2 separate regions of the Mus musculus genome follow, and region 2 is linked to region 1. A link is a contact called in public HiChIP or PLAC-seq data. All regions are on one chromosome and are shown on one strand. The core of a region is the stretch at or near the end of the contact, and the rest is flanking DNA. Distances in the headings are between cores, read along the strand shown. Region 1 has its middle 74 kb from the start of Gm42034. Region 2 has its middle 18 kb from the start of Gm26331.

The links. HiChIP or PLAC-seq counts read pairs in DNA pulled down with a chosen protein or histone mark.
Region 2: an H3K27ac HiChIP or PLAC-seq map of microglia shows a contact between it and region 1, with 6 times the contacts expected there. The contact joins two enhancer-like sites. A contact is called at or near these places in 4 of 484 Hi-C or Micro-C datasets (cerebral cortex, cochlea, embryonic fibroblasts and 1 more) and 3 of 115 datasets of contacts at active chromatin or transcription factors (embryonic basal ganglia, embryonic stem cells and microglia).

Annotation. Positions count from the first base shown.
Region 1 is chr8:88,911,690-88,917,565 of GRCm38.p6, forward strand. No RefSeq gene overlaps it. Among named protein-coding and RNA genes, the nearest start is that of Gm42034, 74 kb to the left of the region's middle. Within about 2 kb of position 2,357, at least 14 of the 459 cell types and tissues checked have an H3K27ac peak or open chromatin away from gene starts, as enhancers often do. A contact at or near this core is called in microglia, where this site is marked.
Region 2 is chr8:89,568,247-89,574,122 of GRCm38.p6, forward strand. No RefSeq gene overlaps it. Among named protein-coding and RNA genes, the nearest start is that of Gm26331, 18 kb to the right of the region's middle. Within about 2 kb of position 3,760, at least 17 of the 459 cell types and tissues checked have an H3K27ac peak or open chromatin away from gene starts, as enhancers often do. A contact at or near this core is called in microglia, where this site is marked.

The DNA of each region.
Region 1 (5,876 bases), core at 1,107-3,606:
ATAAGGCAAGAGCTTGCTCTGAGCACTGAGCCAGTCATGGTAGGATTGGAAGCCGTCCGAGGACTTAAGCCCATCAAAGCACAGAAAGCAAACCATCTAGAAAACTTCTAGATCCCTGGGGGATGCTGGAATCTGGACAGCTCTCTGAAGATAGAGGAGAACCCTTGTCGGACCCCAAGATAAGGAAAGCCTACGTGAAAGGCCAGGATGAAGTCACTGTGCCATCCCTATTTTCTGCAGAAGTCCCAGTAGCTCTTCTTCATTGACTCAACTCTGGCTCATACCCATTGGGATAAAAACTATCCTTAGTTCTCCTGAAGCCCATGCAACATCACTGTATGACATGGTTGGCTCAGTATGGGAGAAGGATATTCTCTGTGAAAATGTGAGTGTAGGACACGAAGTTACTGAGAGGGACCAGCTGGCACCTCTGATGGGCAGTCTTCCTCTTGTTGAACTATTTCCATTAAACACATCAAAGAAATTCCCAAGCTGTTCTCCTCCCCCGGGTTCTCATAGTACAGGAGAGATCTAGGGAAGGAAGGAGCTCTCTAAGAGCTACTCGGTTGCAAAAATAGACTAGACTCAGGGATGTGTACCCAGGCTGAGAGCTCCATCCTTGGCAGTGCCCAGGGGTTGGCCAAAGAACAGAGAGAAGAGGGAAGCCATGTCCCAAATAAGGCCTTCCGTATGACACAGACTCACTGACCCCTGGGAAGCAGCTCAGGGCACGGTGGCCAGAGCTGGGAAAGACATGCTATTGGTAGCCGTACCAGCCCAGCGGTCCGCCAAGCGCCAGGCTGGCCACAGCCCCTCCCTTGGCAGCACTGGCGCCTCTGAAGTCTGACAGTGGGGCTGATCTCCATGCAGACCCTGGGTCCGAGGGAACAGGGGAAGGCGAGGAGACATTGCTGCGGTTTTGCGGCCAAAGATGGGACATACTTAGGATATTTAGGGGATGCGCAGGGAACAGGCTCGACTCCCCACAGCTCTGGCTGCCAACACTCAGCCACTGGAACATGCCATTTGAGAAATGTCTTCATTTTCTTCCAGGCGTTGGCTGGCCAGGTTCCCGCCACACTCATTGAAAGAAGGAAGGGGAGGGGGCAGGAGAGGGAAGGTTAGGGTCATAGACTGAAGCAAAGGACTGGAAAATGGACTCCTAAGAACTATTTGGGAAGGAAAACACCAGGGCCTGCCAAATCCATCTTCTGTAAAGTCTGTCAACTGGACATGGCCCCTCACTCAGATCTCCTTGCATCCCACAGGAAATCACATCCCACCCTGGACCATGGTCCAATGAGGGCACACCAGGCACCAGGGGCCCAGCATGCAGCCACGTTAAGGAGTGTGCTCCAAGGACACTAGTCCAAGAGCTGAGGCAAGCTGGCACCTTTCCTGCCAACACTAAGCCGGTCTTTATTTTTATATAGCATGGCTTAAAGCCCCAGCCACTGCGAGTCTCACCCTCAACTGCTTATTTTTTAATTTTCAAACAGCTTGATTTATTGCTTGAAAGCCTTTAGCTGGATCCACAGACTCAGGACTTCAGAAATACCAGAACTGGAAAAGCACAGGAAGGTGGCTTTTGTCAAAAGGCCTCGTTGTCTTGATGGACAGACTAGTGGTTCAGGTGGCCAATAAGCCTAAGTATCCAGAATGAAGAATCAACTCATACAAACATAGGAGAGTATTGGTAGAGCTAGTTGACTGTGGGGAGAAACATAAGCTTTGACACCAGGAAGTCCTCTTTTGTCCCCTGAGAGGTACTTTCTTGTTATGGTTGTGGGCCCACATACACGTCAGCCTTTCAGTCTGTGGGTTAGAAAACTGCCTGCCCTTCACCTTCTGAGAACAAGGAGCAAAGCACCATCATGATGCCTGGTGACAGCAGGCATCCTTCCAGGTTGTCAGGTGCCGGTGTCTGTGGTTAGTGATGTTTAATAAATTAAAGAACCTGGCATTTCAAGGAAGGCCAAGGTTCCATTCAACTTTGTCACTAGGACCATGACAGTTTTATAGAGATGGGCGGGTCAAATCTCCTGGGTGGGGATGGCTCCCTCTCCCAGAGAGAGGGCCCAAAGTGCCTCAGTGAGGAGGTGGGTCAGGATGCCAGCCTTGCCTGGTCCCTGGGTTGTCATTCGATCGGGTGGATTCAGTGGTGGACTGTTCTGCTGGGCATCGGAAAGTAGAGTCCTGGCTCCGAGTGTGGAACGGGAGATTTACCTGAGAGATACCCCAGTTTGGCCTGATACTGATCGGCTGGCATTTCTCAGGGCTGAAAGAGTGGCAACCGAATCCTGTGCCTGCCTGACCCAGCCCCTGCACCAACGCTAGATCCATTTCTCGTTTCCCTTTCTTCTGTAAACAGTGGCGCTCAGGCAGGGCTGCCGGATGGCCTGCCTGCCCACCCCAGCCCCTGATCGTCTGTGGCAGATAACATAGCTTGAGTGTGCACCATCCTAGTTTTCATTCACACCACGCTCCTGGCACGTTAATAATGAAAAGGGAGGGAGAAAGGCAAAGGGTGGCCGGGACGGAAGAGCCAGTGATAGGAACAGGCTCAGATTCTAGGCAAACAGCTGCTTTGTGTTTGCAACCTGGGCTTGACTGGTTTTCAGGCAAGCCACAGGCCACAACGAGCCCTTCTCCAGCCTGCCAGCCGGTGCCCACAAATGCCCAAATTTAGAAGTCAGTGACTGTGCCCAGTTGGGCTTTTCAGAGGAACTTAGGTAATGAGTACTGTGGTCACAAAGGTAGACACCCTCGCTACTTCAGTGGCATTTTCTAGGTCCACTGCTCCTGTTGCTGCCTCTGGTGCTGCTGGCGCTGCTGGTGCTGCTGGTGCTGGTGCTGGTGGTGCTGCTGCTGCTGGTGGTGCTGCTGGTGTTAGGGTCTGCCATATTTCACCATCTTCTCAGAAGTCCACATAGCTTCTGTCCCAGCCCCTGAGTCTGTTTTGAAGCACCCTGTTTGGAGATTGTCTGGACATACCTAGCCTGCCCAGTGAACCTCTGATACAAGCCCAGGCTCGGGGCATCTGTGTGCCTGCTTGTCTCCATGGCACTATCCAGAGATGCCTCAAATACTGCTTTATAGGGAGTAGACTGGGACGAAAGAGGAAGGAAGAAAGAGCAAGAGTTGGAAGAAAAGGGAACAGAAAGCCAGGACCTATCCAGTTACATCCACACATTCATATCTGCACGAAGGCCACAGCTGTACCCTCTTCTGTCCTCGGGGGGCTCATCCTCCGGGCACCCAGGTGCAATGGTACGAAAAGGGGAAGCCCACCCTGGCACTCTTCCTGTAAACCCAGGAAAGTCATCAGACAGAGAGAAACAAGGATGGCTTATTGCTGTGTGACCTTGGTAGGTTGCTTAGCTTTTCTGGTCTCGGTTTCCTTATGTATAAAGAGGTGGTTCACAATCTTCCAAATGCTGTGACCCTTTAATACAGCTCCTCATGTTGTGGTGACCCCCAACCGTGAAACTATTTCCGTTGATGCTTCAATTTTGCTGCTGCTGTGAGTTGTAATGTAAGTCTCTGATATACAGGACACCTGATATGTGACCTCTGTGAATGGGCCGTTCAATCCCCAAGTTGAGAACCACTGGTATAAGGCCTGATGCTAGCAATCTACTACCTACATGGGTAAACTAAGCAAAACTATGAGTACGTCACACCTTGGCAGGGCATTACAGAATTATGTTATTAACCGTTCGCTACCGCTACCAACTCATTGGCTTGCTGTTCTCGTCTTCTCTGAGTCCCAGGGACATGGCAGAGGAGGCTGAAGGTGTGAGACAGGGAGAGAGGCTTTATTAGGCTTGAGTCAGACCAGTTAGCCCTGCTGAGGAGGGGCTCTGTGAGGCACTTCGTGAAAGGAGCGAATGAGGTGGACTTCGGAACTTCCTGTTCCAGCTCCATCTTACAAACTGTATAACCTCTATCTGGTTATTTAAACTCACCAAGCCTTACTCCCTCATCTGTAAAATGGGGTGACTCGGACACTCCCTTTGTAGCGTAGCTGCAGTGGTTAAATGAGTTCATCTGGAGCATTGGGTAGAGTTAACATTGTCCAAGGGGAAGTTAGCTTATCTCAAGCTAACCCTGACCCTCCAGGGGAGGTACCGGTGGGGAGAGGGGAAGAGGAGAGCCATCTAGGCTAAATGACAATGTGACATTGGGTTGGGGGGGGTGAGGTCAGAGTAACAGCCAGGGCAGGTTAGTTGAGTAAAGGGCTTGGCACTGGGGATTCATAGGAGAGCTGGGCAGAGGGAATCTGGGACCAGAACAAATGGCTCTGTGTGTCAGTCAGGGAACCTGGTCTGGTTTCAGCTGGTAAGGAGGGTCCTTGGTGAATCCAAGGGTCAGGCCCAACAGATCCTGCACTTACATAAAGCATAGCATGAAGGGAGGGAGAGAGAGGGTACTTGGGGAGCCTGGACAGAAGCGTGAGGGTAGTATGAGGGTATGCGGGTGAGGCCAGGAGACCTGGGGATACAGCCAGTGGGCCATATGTGTGACATCCGAGAGGGAACACTCAATCCCCACTTGAAGATACATGTCTGGCACTCTGGCGGAAGCTGGAGCTGAGGACAGGGATTTGGAAGCTGGCCACAGGGATGTGACAGTTGACACTTTTGAGACAGACAATCTCAAGGAGGGAGCTGAGGGCCATGGAGCAGAAAGCCAAGGCCAGGTTTAAACAAACACTGGTGATTAAATATCAGATGCTGAAAGCTGGTCTGGCAGAGGCACTAAGGAAGGGTCTGATGGGGAGGACTCTGGGAGCACTCCTGGTCCAGCAGAGACACTAAGGAAGGGTCTGATGGGGAGGACTCTGGGAGCACCCCGGGAAGAGTGGCATAGCTGACTTCGTCATAGCTGAACCTGGTCTTCCTGCACTGCACTCACAGCCATGTATGACCTGTGAACCCAGAGACTAGACTTCAGAAAGCCCAGTTCTCATCACCAAATAACTGAAATCACTTGCAGCTCACATTAAACACGGTCTTTATACGACCATATACAAATTGAGTTGGCTTACAGTTGAGGAGCTGATGTAATGCCGCAACTTGTAGACATTTAAAATGGTATTAATTTTAGTTCTGTAAGCTCCTTTTTTTTTTCCTTTTAACATTTTGGAGCCAATTTGTTTTCAGTTCTCAAATATTTTTCACAGGCCCCCAAGCAGTGTATTACAAATTTGCCTGTAGTGCCAAATGTTTTAAACAATTTAGCTTGGGCTTAAGTACCAGGTTGGGGTGGGGGTGGGATGGGTTGGACAGAAGCCTGACAAGGACTGTCCCTGCTTGTGAGGCATCTTCCTTCATTAGATGTCTCTACCCTGCTGGGCTTACTGTGACCCAACACTTGCCTGGGCACCAGTGGCTACTGTAACATCTTAGCTCCTAGTGGCCCTGGTTATCATTGGTTCGTCAGGACAGGCAATGCCTATGTGCTGGATGGATGGAATACTGCCAATGCCTGGCTCCAGCTCTCTGGTTTCTGGAAGGGGTTAGCATCTTGGGTCCCCAGAGGAGAGTCTGGGGCAAGCAAGAAGGCAAGAGGACACTTGTGTGATCTGAAGAGTGCAGAGATATTTCAGTGTTTCTGTGAAAACTCTCACTGCAGAGATTCTCCAGTCACCTGGTGTTATCAGGTGGGTGCCTGGTTTTTTGCCTCCTGGAACTGACAGATATACTGTTTCTGCTCAAAGCAGCATGTTCCCACATCTGCCAACCCCACTGGCACCCAGTAGGTGTGGTGTGGAGACCTCAAGGGTCTGGAAACATTCACCAAGGACAAAGTACCCAGTAAGGGGAAGCCCACACATCCTCCAGCAGCTGACCCCACATCTGCCCATGCAAGGG
Region 2 (5,876 bases), core at 2,510-5,009, 660 kb after region 1:
AAATATGTCTGAAAAACTATCTAGGTGGTCAAGTTCTCAGACATGAGCAACTTGCATAAGTAACATATAGTCATGTGTGTGCATCAACCTATAGAAACAAAATTGGACTTCTCAATAATCAATAAATTGAGGTTTCAGTCGCTAACATTTAGATCACTGCATCTATGCTAACATATCATACATGTGTATATATATGTATGTGTATATATATATGCATGTTTAAATTTTTCCATAGTCTAAGTGCTGGCAAGACTCTCTCTGTGACACTCTTTCTCACACACATACACATACACACATTCACAGCTCACTATACTACACTGAGCTACTCGATATATGTGTGCACAGGCTCTGCTTACATATACATGCTTACACTTGTAACCAAAACACCACTTTCTTCCAGCTTCACCCCTTGCATTTCTGAGCCCCCGCCCCGTGCCCCGGCACAGATCTCATTTGATTAATGATGGTAGGTTTGCTCCCTGGCAGTGCCACCCCACCCTCTAGGGATGCCGATTGTTGAAATGTACCAGTATCAGGAACCTAAAAACATGTGTCCCCACCTGCTGCCGACTGTGTGCCCTGTGCATAGGGACTCAACTCCAAAATATCTGGGTACCAAGACTTCCAACCCTAGAGGACAAAACCCTGCCAGCGTGGTTTATCTTCCCAATAATTAGGCTTGTGTTTCTGCTTTATTAACTCCAATACAACAGCCCCCTGCCCTCTGTCACCAAGGAGACTAATAGATGACAGTCACTCTGATTTGGAAGCCGTACAAATTAAATGACTGAAGTGAGAGGAAGCGAAGTTAAGACAAATGGTATCAAGATAAGGCAGTCCATCATTTACATAGGAGTTTTTCTAACATTAAGAGGGTGTGGGGGGCGGGGCTTCATTTTCCATGCATCAGTGTTAAAACAAACCATCCCAGCGTCCCCATTCAAGCTCAATGACAGGGAATTCCCAAATGTTTCTAGGAGTAACTGATGGCCTATGTCTAAAACCAGGATCGCCTTCCCGTCTCCCAAACACCCATTCTTTTTATTTTATTCTTTTTTTTTTTTAACTTTTCTCAAGAAGAGCCTTCTTCAGTTTTCTGTGCATGAATCCACGAGCTGGCCGTTCTTGCACAGCTAGTCAACAAGTCTAAATCCTTATCATCCCTGGGGCAGATTTGTGATGCATTCTTAACCTCGTGTTTTCCCTTTCTGGGGGTTTGTCCCAGGGGAGGCATCCTCACACACCTTGTGGACAATTAACGTTACCCAGAGAAAGAAAAACAAAATCAAAATATTGGAGGGGCTGGTGGGCATCCAGCCATGCCAGTTCCCACCATTCTTCTGCGGAGCTGTAGCTGTGTTCAGTGGTCGGATCTGAGAAGCCACGTTAGCTCTTGGCTGCGTAGCTGCCGGGTCTGGCGCAAGCTGATGAGATGTGATTATCTCCATGCAGAAATACCAGGGTGGTTGGGAGATAATTTGAAATGAAGTTAAAAATGAAACGGCACTAAAGCTTTTCTCCCTTGTGTCAAAACAACCACATCTTCTCCATTCCTTCCTTCTTCCCCCTTTCACTTTGACGACACTGGTTCACACTGGGGGTGGAGACACGCCTTCTTGCAAACTGTAATCCTTGGCTAATTTTAAATTTCAGATGATTCTGTTTGAAAGACAGCTCTAAGTTTCTATCAAAAAAAAAAATCAGCTTCCGGAGATCACAGATAGAGGTTGCCATGCTGGCTTTACTGAGTAAGCCTTAGACACTGCTATGACTCACAGACTCGAAGTTTCATTTTTCTATACTAACACTATTCGGGTATGAATAGCATGCCTTGATAATAAATGACATTCGGTTGCAAATGTCTTTGAACTTTAGCTTAAAAGAAGTGAAAACAGATTTAAATACATTTCAAATGTTAAACACTATATTTATTGAATCATTGCAAATGGAGTTACCGCGTCAAGTGACAGGTTTTTTTTAAAGCTATGTAAATGTTTCTTTCTTTAAATAGATGTATTTTAGTGCGAGGTATATGTCTAGGCACTGTCTAAGCTTGCAGCAATAATTCTCGATTTACAAAATCAGCAGTGAGGGTTGGGAATTCAGCTCAGTGGTAGAGTGCTTTCCTAGCAAGCACAGGGGCCTGGGTTCTGTCCTCAGCTGGGGGGAGGTGGGGGGGGGCGACAAAATAACAAAATCAACAGCGAATCTTGCAGTGAGAAAGAGTCCATTGCAATCATTAATATTATCCCTCTCTGTGCACACATGCAGTAATCAGATCCCTCGATGAAAACTTTTTAAAATTCTAAAGTTTGATTTCAGGCTTTGCCTTGTGTGTGAGTGTGTGTGTGTGTGTGTGTGTGTGTGTGTGTGTGTGTGTGTGTGTGTGTGTGTAAAGTAGCTGAGTTCTTCTGCAAGCTTCAAAAGTTCCAGCCACATTGTTGAAAACGAAGTTTGAAGTTATTCTGAACAGGGTTGTACAGCTCTTGTGTTCACTGCAGAGTTGGGGGTGGGTGGGGGTGGGGGTCATAAAAGCCGAATTCACTGAGGGCAGAGGGAAAGTCTTTAGAACTCTGTCCGCCCCAGCGCCATCAGTCAGTTAAGAGGAGTATCTGCAGGGTGCCCCCCTCTTCCCTTTCTGCAGTGCTAGGGATGTTTATGTGGATAGAAAGGGATGACAATTAGTTATATTTATCCATTCTGGGTCCATTTAATCCCCACTGTTTTCACTCCCATCAAATCCATTATCCCAAACAACGCTGCGTATGTCTTGATGGAGTTGCATGCAGACTGGCCTTGTTTACTCCGAGAAGACGAATTTTATGGCAACATTAAATACATAGTGAAACCTCACCAACGCAGGCCCTTGGCAGAGGGAAGTCATCCTTGTGGCTCCTCCTATCTGCCTTACCCCATTGCAGTTTGACTTGGTCCTTAAACTCTGGACCTTTCTCCCCCACGTCCCTACATTTTCTCCACAAGTTTTTTATTTATGGTCATTGAGTCCATGTGTTTCCAGAGGTCACAAAAAGCAACCCCATCTTCAAGCAGCCAAAGTCTTCTCTCTCTCTCTCTCTCTGAAAATGGCTTGATATTGATATTACTCCTAACAATTCAGGCTTTCTTTTTTAAGCCCAGTTTTTAAAAAAGAAAATAAAAGAGAAGAAGAGAAGGAGGGGATAAAAATGTAATAATAATAATAATAATAATAATAATAATAATAATAATAATAATAAAAGGAAGAAGAGGCAGAAGGGAGGAGGGGGAGGAGGACTCCCTTGTTTGTTTAGAAAGAAAATCTTAGGTGATCTTACTTACTTTCTTTTCTTTCAGCACTTCTTTGTCTCCCAAAGCGTGTTGCCTGCTACTATGGAAGCTGCAGAAGTGATTTGATCAGAAAATGCAGACCTGTGCTAGCTGACAACCACACAGTAAGGGTGAGGACATCATATGTGTTTGAAACTCCTGGTTTCACTAGGAAGAAAAAACACACTGTATGGCAAACTTTATTATTTAGGCCTTAACACACAGCCAGGACGAGTGGCTCAGACTAAAGGAAATCACTGCTTAATTCCACAAACATTGTTGCAGCCCAGGAATGGCACACACACACACACACACACACACACACACACACACACACACACACACACACACACACACACACACACACACACACACACACACACTCAAAACTTTGAGAGGTCCCCTCCATGAGTGCCATCCAAGCACACCAGTATCAAAACGTGCGGCGCAGCGCCATCTGCTGGCAGCAGGTGCGTCACCTAAATCGCCCCGGTCGCAGAGGGCTATACTAGGTAAAGTGTAAAGGGCTCAGAACCTTTTTCCGCTTGGGGTTCGGGCTGCTGGCCAGCCCTGTTTGCACAAAACCATAAAGAGTAGGCAAGCGACACTGTGTAGAGAGAAAACTGCGCAGGAGAAGCCGTTTCTCAAGGCCTGTTCAGTGTGTAAACCGGGGAAGATGGATAGGTTTGTAAAAGGTCCCCAGAGATCTTGGCCCAGGTTTCTAGCATTCAAGAAGTAGGATTTCTTTGTGTACAAACACAGGGGTACCTTTCCCCTTTCGTTCTGTCAGTCAGCAAGGTATCCGCAGGCCTGTCTTCACATCGTACTGTGTGCTCCGGAGAAGCTGAGCAGTTCCCAGAGATAGCATTGGGACCTAGGCCATTGCTTTCTTGTTGGCTTTAAAGGGGAAAGGGGACACCAGGCTGCCTTTATTCATCAGGTCCACGAACTCCCGGTGTTCCATCCCAAGGGCGGAATCTGAGATAGACTCAGCACTCATAACTGGACTATGTGGACCAGCAGACAGGCCATTTAAGGAAGACCCAACTCCCACCCCCGAAGTGACTGTGAATAGCACCTTATCCACAATGGCTCTTTAAGACCCTCATGCGGGCACGAATCTTAGCAGTTTCTTCTTGTCCAACTCTCTCCCACCTCACCCCAGGCACACAAAGCAGGCTTAGAAGCAAGGGCAGGCACAGCTCCATTCCCACCTTCCATGGGCCGCTTGCTCCTAGCCTGCTTGGGGTTTCTCTGGGCCTCATAGAAGACAAGCTGGTGGAGGGGGTGGGGGTGGAGGTGGGGGTGGGAGCTGGAGTGACTAATCTCCCCAGTTACTCTCCCTTTCCCCTCTCCCCAAACTGTTAGATTTTTAGAAAGGAATGCAGGACTTTAAGCCTATGTTTACCGGGATTAAACAAGCCAAGCAAGCAAATTTGAATTGCCCATAAGAAGCAAAGGTGTTTTGTTGCCACAAAATGTCCCTCCTTTCTGTTTTTCTCCCTCCCTCCCTTCTTCGTTCCCTTCCCTCTCTTTACCTCCCTCCTCCTTTCTTCCCTTTCTCTTTCCCTCTCTATGCTCCTCTCTTCCACCCATCTTTCCTCAGTACATCTCTCTCTCTCTCTCTCCCTCTCTTCCCTCTTTCCCTCTCTCCTCCCCCTCACTCACTCCTTGTTTGTTTCCTCCTCTTGTCTCCCTCCCTCTCTTATCTTTGTTTACCTTTTGCTTCTTTCCTTCCTCTGCTCCCTCCTCCTTCCCTCCATCTCTCTTCCTCCCTCCCTTTCTTCCTCACTCCCTCTCTTGCTTTCTCCTTTGTTTTTGTTTTTTCTCACCTCAGTGCTCTGTCAGGGCCCTCTAGGACAAGTCTTTAGATGGGAACTGAAGTTGACAGAGACAAAGTAATTTGCCCTGCTACGCAGTGAGGTCAAGGCAGCAGAGGCAGAAATTAGGTTTCTAAATTCAGTCTGGGGCTTGGTCACCTTTATTACCCCTTCTGCTCCAGGACAGCCCACAAGGTAGGGAACCCAGTGATGGAGCCGCCCGGCCTTACAGAGTCATCCCGGGGACCAAGACCCATCAAGTAAAATGGCACTCACTGGTAAGTACCCCTCTAGTCACCTGTAAGCAACCTCACCATTGTGAATTGTCACATGGCAAACCCTCGTCTTTTTTGGAAGAGCCCCAAACTTTTCCTTTCTGTGACCATTGTTCCAGTTTAAAGGTTTGTCTTTTTGTGTGATGCAAGTGTTTAGAGCCACTTGATAGACAAACCCTATGAGACTGCAGCTTTCAGATGCAGCAGGGATCACAGTTTTTTTTTTTTTAACCTGCTCCTTTTCTTTGGTTGAAAAGAATAGGAGAGCCTTTGGTTGGGAGCCATGCCTGAGCCTTCGGGATGTGGCACTAAAGACCCAGCCCATTATTCTGGAACTTCTTCTTGCTATGACCCATTTAGGCCCAGAGGCAGTGGTCTGGCTCAAGTACCAGGACACTGACCCTGCTTCTCAGGAGCTCTCCCATCAGCCATTGTAATCTTGCAGACATCAGTGCTGTGGGCTAAGCTGGCCTTT